Regions from separate parts of the Mus musculus genome. Here regions 1, 2 and 3 are each linked to region 4. The links are chromatin contacts, called in public promoter capture Hi-C maps. All regions are on one chromosome and are shown on one strand. The core of a region is the stretch at or near the end of the contact, and the rest is flanking DNA. Distances in the headings are between cores, read along the strand shown. Region 1 holds the start of Hpcal4 (hippocalcin-like 4). Region 2 holds the start of Heyl (hairy/enhancer-of-split related with YRPW motif-like). Region 3 holds the start of Bmp8a (bone morphogenetic protein 8a). Region 4 holds the start of Zmpste24 (zinc metallopeptidase, STE24).

Region 1 (2,844 bases), core at 300-2,799, 2.1 Mb before region 4:
AGCGGTTGCCATGGTGACAACAGCTCCCTGGTCAGGAGATTTTTCTCTTTCCCTCTCCTCCCTTTGCTCTTCCACAAGCAGCAGCAATGGCAGTAACAACCAGGTCTTGTTCCTCCCCTTCATAATAAAAGGCAAAAGTGACTCATACAAGGTGAGCTGTGTTGACCACCTATAATTTGGAGCTTTCATGCCAGGGTGGCCTGGTGGTCTGGAAAGGCCCCTAAGAGAATGAGGCTGTAGGATATGTAGGAGGGAGTAGCCTGAACCTTGGCCTGAGTGAAAAGGATGTCCCTACAGTGATGGATGGGGCCTCTCAGGTCTCCTCTGAGAAATATCCTAATGGTTTGAACAGGGCTTTGTTCTCCTGTAATCAGCTGTGGAACCAGAATATGTCAGACCTGGAAGGCTACTCAAGACCATCTCATCGAACCCTCCTCTGTCCTGCTCTTTGCCTATCTCATGAAGAATCTGAGAGGGAAAAGCCTTGGCTAAAGTCAAGCAGAGATCGAGGCGAAGGCAAGGCTTGCACTCTTCTGCTTTCTCATTCAGACATAGGGAAAGGAGAAAATGAGCCCACATGGACTCATCTTTGGCTTCATCTCTGCAAACAACAGGAAGCCGAGAGAGGGAGCAACAGGCACAAAAGGAACAGAGAAGACCGGGTTACAGAGAGAGGACCTGGTGCGTTCCTGTGTGAGGGATGATGAGGTTTAAAGGCTAGAGCTATGGGGTGGTCTTCTGGGAGGAGCAACCCTGGTTTATGCTCCAAGCAAGATAAAGGAAGAAGAGTGTGGAACCCCTGTCTAGTTGGGAGGCTACTAGAAGGGAGATGGTGAATGGGTCTGGAGTAGGAGCCTCAGGGGTCTTCATCCTTTCCTTAGGTATGCTGTGAGCTGTCAGCATAAGGGGCAGAGAGAGTGTAGTCAGAGAATGAATTTGCTATCGAGGTCTTTTGGGGAACAAGACCCTGAGATGGGAATGACAGTGAACTATTGGTGTCGGTGTGGGCTACCTCCAAGTAGAGGTTTCCATGAGGCTTGGTTCTAGAGGCAAGAGAACACAGGGTGACTGAAACCTCTCTTCTAGCACCAGTGACACCACACACCCCCAAGTAAGAGTGTGTGTGTGTGTGTGTGTGTGTGTGCGCGCGCGTGCGCGTGTGTTTGCACTGGAGCCAGAGGAATGGTTGTTCTTACCTGAGCTGGGGGTAAGGAGGCAGCTGTACCTCCTTCTTGAACTGGAGACCCGGCTTGAAGTGAAAGTTCCTGGCCCAAGGCGGGCTTCCCAGATGGCTGTCCACCTATGACAGACCCAGGGTCAGAAAGATGGATCTGAGCAGATGAGGATGGGAGTGGAAGGCGGAGGAGGAGGGGCTCAGGGCCTCCGCCCCGCGAGGTTGCTTCTAGGGCCCGGCCCCACCCTCATTACCTGAGGCCGCTCGCCGAGTCGCTAGATGGCTCCGAGCTTGGGCGGCCGCGGGGACAAGGCTGGCTATCAGGCGGACGACAGGCTCTGTAGGGTCCGCGTCGGAGCCGCCTCCCCAGTTCTTGTATCACTATTTGCTTCTCGAAGGCGACACGATTTGCATAAGACCCGCCTCCTCTCAGCAACTTTGGACATCGATTGGTTCGGCTGGCACCGAGTGACAGGCAGGGTTTCAGGTGGGGATGGGGTGGCCTGTGAGTCTAGGCTACCACAAGAGCGCGCCCCGCCCGTCCGCCCGCGCTGACCTTCCCGGAGTCGCCAGGATTGTAGAGGGCTGTACCCCCATCTGTTCCTCAACCCTGAGGCTCAGAGCCTGGGTCACAGTTTGGAGCGAAAAGTACCGATGATTAAAGTGGATTCGCAAAAAACAACCGCACCGTTGCTATGGGAACAGAAGAACCACAGTTGAATTTCTAAGCCTTCTCTTCCTGGGCCCCAGCGGGGGTGGGGGTAAGATAGGGGGTGATTCATAAGATGCGACCCCGTCTCTTGTCCTGCCCGTACCTGGAGGGGATCAATGAGGAGCTGCGGAGTGGCAAGGTGGAAAAGGGGAGATGGGGTGGTCAAGAACTCGCGGCTTTGCACCAGTGCCCCTCCACACCCACTCCTCTCCCGCCGTTTAGCAGAGGGGAGGGTGGGTGCGGCACGAGCTGGGTGGATGTGGAAGTATCCTCTACCTAGACACACGAGGGCGTGGGCTCCCTCCAGCCACCCCCACAACTCTAAGTCAGATCTCTTGTCAGGCTCTATCCTTACTTCTCGAGGACCCCTAAAAAGACTTGTTGGTTCTCCTCCAGAAGGAGCCTTTACAGTACGCCAAGCATTGCTCCATTCCCCACCCTCCCGCATTCCCGTCGCTTAGATGGAGCCGGTTCCCAGCCGCCGCCAGTCTCCGGCCTCGGATGTTGACACAAACCAGAGGCGGTTTACACTGAACGGGTCTGGAAGGTTTCAGGGAGGCGAAAACACCTCCTTTCCGCACTTGGGGGTCTCGTCACAGCCCGCTCAGTCGCCACGGATGTACTGGTGTCTGAGAGCTCACAACCCAAGGTGGTGGGAAAGAGCTCTAACGCCAAACTCAGGGCGAAAGGGGAGCAGAGATCCCTGGGCTGGGCCACGTGCGGAGGAGGGACTTCAAGGGATCTACCAAAAGTGGGGGCGGGACGCGTGGGGGATTGGTTAAATGGGATTGCAGATGCAGAAGAGGCCGGATTTCTGTCCAGGCAGCAAATGGTGGAGATGAGCGCTGTTTGGGGGACTAAGGACAGGCAAAGAACCGGTTTTTGGAGATTTGGTCTTAGAAACTCCCAAACAAAGCACAGCCAGGGGAAACCAGTAGGACCCGCGTCTTCCTTATGA
Region 2 (3,178 bases), core at 466-2,965, 2.1 Mb before region 4:
TAAAGGCATATGTCCCCATGCCTAGCTGTAGCCTCTTAAAAAAAAGTTAGATGTGTGGTGGTGGTACGAGCCTTAATCCCAGCAGTTGAGAGGCAGAGACAAGTGGATCTCTGAGTTCGTGGTCAGCTCAGCCTACAGAGTGAATTCCAGGACAGCCAAGTTACACAGAGAAACCATTGAGGAAAAACCTAGACAAACTAAAACAGTCATTCTATGTATGTGTGCACGTGCCGGGGCATGTACAGGGTGGTCAGAGACAAATAAGGTTTAGTAGAGCAAGAGAGACACCTGCTCCAGAGGCCGGTTCCTTTTCTTTCCATTCGCATCCTCTTCTCTATGTGGAAACAGGCCTAGGCAGGGGAACCGAAGGCTCAGAACTGCATGGTGACAGGGCACTTGGGTAGCATGCACCAGGATCTGGATCCAATCCCTAGCAGTGGATGAAGAAAAAGGAAGAAGGAAGAAGAGGAGGGGGAGGAAGAATGGAAAGAAGAAAGGGAAGGAAAGGAAAAGCTCTAAGGTGAGTTGGTGGCGGTTGTGGGCTGGGTGGCAAGGCCTGGAGACTTAGAGCCTGACACCACTAAGCACTCACCATGAACTACTGCTAAGGCCTTGACATTCTTCCGTTTGATGTCTACACCCGCTATGAAGCTAGCTTCATCATGTATACCCATTTTATAGACCAGAAAACTGAAGCTTATGGAGTCACCGAGCTGATAGGTAGCAAGGATTGTACAAGTTCAGTTTGTTCCACAGGTTAGAAGTTAGATTATTTAACAAAAAAGAAACTGCATTGGCGGCTTGGTGGTTTGGTGGAAGGGGTGCTGAAGATTGGAGTCTAGGCTTTTGCAAGTTGGCTATTATTTCCCTCAGTACCTAAACACAAATCCCAGTATGCTCAAAGCGAAAAGGACACAGCCCCCAGTCCTTTTGTGTACTATGTGAAAACTGTTCCCAAAGAAGAGTGAAATTGGAAAAGTACAGAAGTCTTCATAGTAGACAAACTATGGGCAATGGAATGCGGTATCTACATCTATGAAGGTTTCCTAGGTCTGCAGGAAAACTTCTCAGGGGCGTCCCTGGGGGTAGCCAAACGACAGAATATCCTCCAGCTGAACTGTCCTCCCATCCCAGCTCCCTGAACCATAGTTGGTTCAGGGTGTTATGGTTCAGGGTACTCAGGAATCTGCCGCATTGGTGCTATGGACGCACTGGAGTCGCTGCACACGCCCCCGCATCTTGGCTGACACCTGAGGGCTGCGCACAAACTTGAGTGTGCTGGACTTTCTCACCCCCGGACGGCCCTCGCTCCACCCTGTCTTACCTAAGATCGTTCTCTTGACCCACATCGATGGGTCCATCAGACTCGCCGTCGGAGCCACTGGGCGCCCTGGGCCGCTTCATGCCGAAAGCTGGCTGCGGGGTCCCAGCCCTGCGATCCCTGGAGTTGGTTGTTGGGCCCCGCCTCAGCCCCGCCCCGGCCCGGGAGCCGACGCCGCCCTTTCCCAGGGCCCTTTCCTGCACCGCAGCCCGGGGCGCCCCGGCGCCCCCTCGCCCCCGCGGTGACGCGCCACCGAACCGTGGGAAGGCCCCGGGCGGTCACCGCCCCCATCGGCCGCTGGGAGGTCCGGCTCCGCTCCACCGGCGCTGCCTGGGCTGGCGCTCTGGGTGGCCTTGGGCAGGTGCCCTGGGAGGCCCCACGGGGAAGCCCAGAGAATCCGGATCTGTCCCTAGTTCTGTGCGACAGACTTCGCTTTGCAGTGCCTCAGCTTTTTATAAGGGTCAGACCTGTACCTTCCTGCTCCAGGGCATGCAGGGAGGGCAGATAGGTTTGGAAAGGTTACTGGGGGTGCCTGTGACCCCTTGGAAGTAATTCTTCAGTCACTCCTTCTATAGGGGACCAAAGTTTGTGGTGTGTGTGTGTGTGTGTGTGTGTATTGGGGAAGCTACGTGCACTGTGGGATGCTCAGAACTTCGAAGTCCTTTGGTGAACCCCCAAAGGGGTGGCTGCTGCTTGCCAGCTGAGAAGGCTGGAGGAGGGGAGACAGGGTCATAGAACCCAAAGTGGCATTGAACTTGATGTGTAGCAGAAGATGACCTTGAACTACTGATCCCTGACCCTCCTGCCTCTGCATCCCAAGTGCTGACTTTACAGTGGCCAAGATCTTTGAGCTTCTGACTTGTGGGAGGGAGCACAGGAATGGAGAAGGTAGGTAGGGTGTGGTGGTTGGTGGGGTATCCCTGGGAGTCACCCCAGTTCATTTAATGACAGCTGTCCTGGCAGGCACCAGGGAGAGGAAGAGAGGAAAGGAGCCTTCGGCTTCTCTTTCTGGGGGAGCCTGTCTGACCACAGACAACTATTTAGTCAGTGAGAGTTCCTGTCCTTGTGCCTAGAGATTCAGCTGCCATCCTCCCAGGTCATCGTACGCAGAGAAGTGCAGAGGGAAGCTGAGGGAGGAGAGCAAACTTCTTGCAGGGGCGGCAGGGAGATGGTGGAGGTGGGTGTGGTGGGCAGGGCACCAGAGGAGTCCTCTCCCTTTGTTCTGCTCACTGGGACAGGCACAAAAGAAAGCCAGCTTTTGGTGTAGGGAAGTGGGGTTGGTCACCTGAAGCTGACTACACACACTTTCACCATAGTCAGCTCTGCTTGCAGATACTTCCTGATGGGAAAGAACAGGCCTCTTGCCACTCAGACCCACACGTAACCACTTGGCCAAGCACAGAAACTTATCATGCTCATAGATGACCAGATAGGACTGGCATGAACGGTCGCCATCAGGAAACTCTGCTGGCCACCGCAGCCGCAAGCACCAATTCTCCTGTTCCAAATGCCCTCAGCACTCACATAATTTCTGTGGGCACCTGCCAAAACAGTGAGAACCTCAACCAGTGTGAAGAGTGCCCAATGTGTGCACTAGGCATTTCCTAGAAAGGCAGATACTTGTTTGCTCTATGTGATTGGCTGAGAGAGAAAGGGCTGGCAGATTTGCAGGGGAAGGTAAGGGCTCTGAGGTAGGCATGTTCTCGAGAGACGTCCCAGGTCCTCAAAATACACTGCACAGTTAAATAGGGACTATGGGGTTCGGCAAAGAGATTTAAGTTTGGAAGTCATTAGGTAATGGACGGCCTTTAAAGCTTTGGGAGAGGGCAAATGGATGGAGAGGCGGCGGAGCCTGTT
Region 3 (3,218 bases), core at 282-2,781, 2.2 Mb before region 4:
CTGGAAGAGACTAAGAGAGCAGAGTTGGGGGCTGGAGAAATGGCTCAGTGGTTAAGAGCACTGACTGCTCTTCCAAAGGTCCTGAGTTCAAATCTCAGCAACCACATGGTGGCTCACAACCATCCATAATGAGATCTGATGCCCCTTCCTGGGGTGTCTGAAGACAGCTACAGTATACTTAAATACAATAAATAAATAAATCTTTAAAAAAAGAGAGAGAGAGAGCAGAGTTGGCCAGAGCAAGAGGGGTTGACCAGAGCAAGTAGAGGTCCTAAAAATTCAATTCCAAACAACCACATGAAGGCTGACCTGAGGTAAAGTGCTTAGCACTCAGGTTTCCCGGTTTTTTGTTTGTTTGTTTGTTTGTTTTGTTTTGTTTTAAGCCTTTGTGGGGCACAGTAGCACATGCCATAATCCCAGAGGCAGGGATAGGCAGGCATATCTATGAGTTTGAGGCCAGCCTGTTCTATAGGTCAAGTTCCAGGTCCGCCAATGCTACATTGTGAGAACCTACCTCAGAGCGGGGCAGGGCTGGTATAGAAATCTGGAGAAGACATTCAGAAATAGCACCTCCCAAGGGGAAGGAAAAAAACAAGCTATCGGTCTTAGACCTCAAGTGGCTGAAGGACAGAATGTATTCGGTGTCTACTGTATCTTTACATCCTTCAGTGATGTTACCGATATGGACCAGAGGTGCAAGGAGCTGGGCGCCATTGCCCTCGTATCAAACTCCAGACCGCAGGTGGAAACAGATCCAAGACCCCCTGGATCTGGAGCCCAGTCAACCCTCAGCGCTCTTGTTTGTTCAGGAATGTGAAGATTAGGCAGGTTGAGGTTGTCACTCCCATCCCGTGTGACAGAACTTGAAGGAAGGGGGATCATCGTGATCTGTGAACAGAATTTCTCAAAAATTATTTTGTTAATAAATTGCTTTGTGTAAGCTAAGAAAGAAAGAGAGGGGTAAAAAAAGGAAGAAGAAAAGGAAAAGAGGCAGCTGTGTGCCTATAGTGGCTTGTAAACACTAATAGGTCTGAAAGCCCTGTTACCTGTCATTATGACACTCCCAGTCTTGACACAGCCAGTCCCTCTGCTGGGTGCTTTCCTCCTACTGACTTCCGTCTTTCCTGTTCTATTCCTTCCAGCCTCCCGGAGCTCTTTCGCTGCTCCACTTGAGCCACACCAACACCTTTATGGTCTGTATCAGTGCTGTGGCAGCCGCCTTGGGAGGCCGGAGTGCATAAAGGGGCGGAACCAGTCAGGGAGTTTTTGCAAGGTCTCTTTCTTGCAAGCCCCTGGGGAGTTGTCACAAATGAGATAAGCGAAGGTGACCCTACTTCAGGAGGCTCAGAGCCCTATCCTGGGTTGGATCTACAAAGGGAACCGCTGGGTGAAGAAGAAGTCTGGAGCGGAGGAGTAGCGGGGGCTGGGCCCTGGTTCCTGCTGGCAACGGAATGTGTGCCCCACCCTCGCTGCACTGCTGGCACCCGCCCCGCCCCGACGGCCGGAACTAGGGGCGCATGCAGAGACTTCCAGAGCAGAAGGTGAGACACTACGGGTCCTACCGCTGCTCCGGGACTCAGGATCCCACCCTGGTGCCTGCTTCAGAGGCCCCAATGTCTCCTCGTGTAGCCAGGTATGAGCCCCGGAAGCTGGATGGGGACCCAAGACACCCTTAAAGGCCTCTCTTCAGCCCGTTCGTTCCCACCTACGGGTGCACCAGGCGGCTCCCACCACTTCGCGCACAAGTAGTAGTGCGACCATCCCCAGGCGTCTTTCCGCACTCGGACCCGCCCCCGTGATCCCATTGGCTGGTCGGGGAAGGGGCGGGGCCGAGGAAGAGCGCTCGGCGGTCTGAGCTGCCACCAAAGTCCTCCTGCGGACACTCGCAAGTCAGCGCCGTGAGAGCCCACGTTGCTCTGAGGGACCTACCGACGCGGCGATCGCCTGCCGAGTGCGTGGTGAGCAGCTGCTGTAAAGCTGCCAGCGACAGGTGCGCCGTCTGGTCCTCCCCGTCTGGGCGTAGCGCCCGAGCCCGACCAGCTACCAGTGGATGCGCGCCGGCTGAAAGTCCGAGATGGCTATGCGTCCCGGGCCACTCTGGCTATTGGGCCTTGCTCTGTGCGCGCTGGGAGGCGGCCACGGTCCGCGTCCCCCGCACACCTGTCCCCAGCGTCGCCTGGGAGCGCGCGAGCGCCGCGACATGCAGCGTGAAATCCTGGCGGTGCTCGGGCTACCGGGACGGCCCCGACCCCGTGCACAACCCGCCGCTGCCCGGCAGCCAGCGTCCGCGCCCCTCTTCATGTTGGACCTATACCACGCCATGACCGATGACGACGACGGCGGGCCACCACAGGCTCACTTAGGCCGTGCCGACCTGGTCATGAGCTTCGTCAACATGGGTGAGTGCAGGGCGTCAGGGATCCGGATGGGGCGGTAGGTGGAGGAGAGGGTGGCCGCCTGTCGGGGGATGATGCCCTCGGGTAATACAAGGCCCCTGGGACAGGGAGCCATGGTTCAGTAAAACCACAGGGAGGGGCGACTGCAGGAGATCAGGATTGGAAGGTCCGTTTTTTGCGCCTGTGCCCAGGGTCTTTGCCCCACTAAGGCACCCAGGAGTTGGGATCTGGAGATGTCCAGGTCCCCTAGGTAGCATCGGAAAACAGTCCTGGGTATACTGATGAGTAACCAGACCGTGATGCTGTCACTGTGATAAACGCAGCCCTGAAGAGAGGGAGGGACAAAGTTCAGTGTGGAAACCTGTGGTCATATCAAAATGACCAGAGCTGACCCTCACGCCCGGACAGCGGGCTCTTTCTGTGGGTGACTGGGTGGGGTGCAGTGTCAGGAGGTGGAGTGGACAGACTCAGACATGACTGTAGTCCTGTGGGCCTGGGCTCTAGCAGCTGGACCTTGGCCTGGCACGGAGAGTGTTCAGGCCAGTGAGTGACCCAAGGGGCAGCTGTGAGTCCATTCTCCCGAAGCGTGGCTCCTCCTTTCTCCAGGGACCTATAGACATCAGGACCACTTTCTCCTACGAGTCTTTTATTTTTTTAACTTACATGTATGAGGGTTTTACCTGCATGTGTGTCTGTGTACCACATTCATGCCCAGTGCTGGCAGAGGTTAGAAGAGAGCATCAGATGCCCTAAAACTGGCATCACAGTTGTGAGCAGCCCTGTGGGTGCAGGTTCTCAAGAAGATCCTAAACATGGAGAGGT
Region 4 (3,013 bases), core at 273-2,772:
AGGTCCACTCAGACTCTAAAGGACTTGCTGACTCAGTTTACCTCCCCTGAATCCAAACATGACCTTCCCCTGGCCCTGGCAGAGGCCCATTTTCACCTAAACTTCCTCACCTTTGATCAGGGATTAAGCCCTACCTATAAACATTGGGCTTACCTACCTAGGAATACCACTCTTCCATTGGTACAATGGAGAGAGTCCCTAACATCACAGTGGCATCCACCCTTTGTTGACACAAGGGCTAGGCTATGCTTGTGTTTTTCCACAGGACTCTACAACACCATGATGGGTGCCAGTACAAAACATCCAACCAGCCATGGAAAAGGAGGACAGGGACGAAGCCTCCTCTCTGAAGACCTTCTACCTGAGGAAATGGCACTTGTTAGAGCTATGTCTCTACTTGCCTGTGATCCCTGTTTTCATGCCATTTGCCTTACACCCAATCAAGTACAAAATATTTCCCAGGCCCATGAACAAAACTCAAAGTTCAGCTAACAGTTCAATCAGTAATTTTGCTGAAAGCAAAAAATCCCCCAAAAGAACTTTTGGTTGCCAAAGAATCTGTGATCCTATATTGAAGTAATTCACTTTGTCAAGTAACTTCTACTGATTACGCTCATGCAGATAAATTTAGTCATGGTTGAGAAATTTGAAACCTTAATCTCAACATCTTTAGCATCACAATCTCACCATATTTTAAATTGGAGCTACATATTTTAATTGGAGCTAAAGATTTCGCAATTCACTATAAATAATGTTTATACAAAGTGCTATTAGTTCATAGAAACTATTAATTAAATAACATTTACTTTGTGGTCAGAAAAATTCTGGCTTCACGTTTCAAGTAAAGTCAAAGTAGTAACAGGGGCCATAGTGACCCTATTTCATTGTTGAATTCCAAGGCAAAGGTACTGAGCTGTGATGGTGTGTGGTGATGTGTGGTGGTGGTGGTAGTGGTGGTGGTGGTAGTGTGTGTCTGAAACAAGGTCTTGCTAGGCTTAAAGGCAGTGGCTACCAAGCCTGCCTGTTTGAGGTTAGAAATGCAGTCCCAGGACTCACAGGTAAATGCCTCTTCTGACTTCACTTGGGGAGGATGAGATGAAATGTGTAAATGAAAATCCTAATCACTAGAGTCATTTTCATCTCTAATATTCCCAAAACCAGAACTTTCGAAGACAAGCCAAACAACCCCAAATGCCTCGTTTGGTTAGTTATCCTGGAGATGCACATCTAACCTTTGAACGGCACTAAATAGAAGGAAGGAAAAGTTTTAGAGCCTCTCTCATCCTTCCCAGCTACTTCTAGAGGGAATATTTCTATGACCCGGCTTATCCGGTCCGGTTAAGCACCGGGGTCCATTGCCCTCTCTGGTAACCCGCCAAAGCAAAGGAGAGGCGGCGACCACACTGACGTTCCCAGGAAGAAGGCCGGAACCTTTGAATTGGATCCCTGCACACAGAATCCGGAGGGATATTTCAGGTGCACCGCTGCTCATTCTTCAGGCGGAAGTGAGGAAGGTGGGGCGTCTTATTCTAGCAGAAATAAGTAGGTCCTTGAAGAGTAAGGCTGGAGGGAATCGTGTCTTTGTGACACTTCTGGCAAAGCTGAGGGAATGGGCGTCTGAAGAAGCCCTCGGAAGGGACCCGTATTGTTGTGACACCGCTGGCACTCTCCGAGGGACGCGTGTCGCTGAGGCACCGGTGCACGCTAAAGGAGCGGGTGAGATAGGGTGACGATGGGGATGTGGGCATCGGTGGACGCTATGTGGGACTTCCCTGCGGAGAAGCGAATCTTCGGGGCGGTGTTGCTCTTTTCCTGGACGGTGTATCTTTGGGAGACCTTCCTAGCACAGCGGCAGGTGAGCATTGACGTGTCTCCCCCGGCTGAGCCCCTGGACAGCCTTAGGCCAGCCCGAGCCTCTACCCAAGCCCCTTAGTGTTTGCCCGGATGTAGCAAACCGTAACCCCCGGTGAGCTTCCTAACTTTTCCTAATGGTGACTGCCGCTTTGAGGAGTTTTTGGAAAGGCAGAAGTTGTTTGCAACGTTGTAATGGGACCCAAGCCTGTAAGCGGCTAATGAAAGGGAAGAACTGCCCTACCGCCAAACTTGAGCATGTCTATGCCTGCTTTACAGCGTCTTAAGAATCTTTGGACCGGGACTTGACCAAGCCTCGTTGGTATAGGCTTTCTAAGTGGAGGTGCTAAATTTGTAGAATAATAACTTCCCATGATATTGATGTTACCATGCTCAACCTCACTTTGCAACCGTTCCAAAGACTCGCACGCCGTTTGAAAATCCTCATTAGAGCAAATGTTGTTTGGGGCCACAATGTGTGTGTGTTTCATTAAAATTTCTCTTTGGGTTTTTTGTTTAAAACGTTAAATAGTGCAGTAGAAAAGCTAACAGTTTTCCATGGAGATAGCCATAATTAACAGTTTAATTCGAAATGTGAACGTTTTAGTGAGATGGACTTTGAAACAACAAAACAAGTTATCTGCAACATTATAATGGGTCCCAAGCCTGTTGGTGTCTAATAAAAGGAAAGGACAGCCCTGCCGTCAAACTTATGCAGGTCTATGCCTGCTCTGCAGTGTCTAAGTTTGGACAACACTCGTCTGTGTCGTCCTTGAGAACCTTCCCCTTTAACTGCTGGACCTATTTCTTGAGCTCTGCAGTCCTTTTCGTCTGCAGTTTTCTTCTAACTTACACTGTATGTGAGTTTCTTTGCCAGGCAAGTGCTCTCCCACTGAACTACATTTCCCAGCCCTTCGTGACTCTCCGGATTGCAAGTTTGAAATTTTTTTTTTTTTTTTGGTTTTTTTGTTTTTTGTTTTTTGAGACAGGGTTTCTCTGTATAGCCCTGGCTGTCCTGGAACTCACTCTGTAGACCAGGCTGGCCTTGAACTCAGAAATCCGCCTGCCTCTGCCTCCAGGGTGCTGGGATTAAAGGCGTGTGCCACCAAGCCCGGCACAAGTTTGAATTTTAAAAATCTGTCAGTGTCGGGTTATGTCTACC

The links. Promoter capture Hi-C pulls out the DNA fragments that hold promoters and counts their contacts.
Region 1: a promoter capture Hi-C map of hippocampal neurons shows a contact between it and region 4, with 6 times the contacts expected there. The contact joins the promoter of Hpcal4 here to the promoter of Zmpste24 in region 4. A contact is called at or near these places in 2 of 39 promoter capture datasets (cranial neural crest and hippocampal neurons).
Region 2: a promoter capture Hi-C map of pre-B cells shows a contact between it and region 4, with 4 times the contacts expected there. The contact joins the promoter of Heyl here to the promoter of Zmpste24 in region 4. A contact is called at or near these places in 8 of 39 promoter capture datasets (the 3T3-L1 cell line, cranial neural crest, embryonic stem cells and 5 more) and 1 of 115 datasets of contacts at active chromatin or transcription factors (large pre-B cells).
Region 3: a promoter capture Hi-C map of pre-B cells shows a contact between it and region 4, with 5 times the contacts expected there. The contact joins the promoter of Bmp8a here to the promoter of Zmpste24 in region 4. A contact is called at or near these places in 3 of 39 promoter capture datasets (cranial neural crest, frontonasal cranial neural crest and pre-B cells).

The regions. Positions count from the first base shown.
Region 1 is chr4:123,182,209-123,185,052 of GRCm38.p6, reverse strand. Hpcal4 (hippocalcin-like 4) reads right to left here and starts at 1,549. Exons shown (of 5, transcript NM_174998.4): 1 at 1,429-1,549; 2 at 1,197-1,300.
Region 2 is chr4:123,232,093-123,235,270 of GRCm38.p6, reverse strand. It overlaps Heyl (hairy/enhancer-of-split related with YRPW motif-like), which reads right to left and starts at 1,715. Exons shown (of 5, transcript NM_013905.3): 1 at 1,325-1,715. The coding sequence starts at 1,404.
Region 3 is chr4:123,341,565-123,344,782 of GRCm38.p6, reverse strand. Bmp8a (bone morphogenetic protein 8a) reads left to right here and starts at 1,531. Exons shown (of 7, transcript NM_007558.3): 1 at 1,531-2,399. The coding sequence starts at 2,075.
Region 4 is chr4:121,096,719-121,099,731 of GRCm38.p6, reverse strand. Zmpste24 (zinc metallopeptidase, STE24) reads left to right here and starts at 1,522. Exons shown (of 10, transcript NM_172700.3): 1 at 1,522-1,855. The coding sequence starts at 1,733.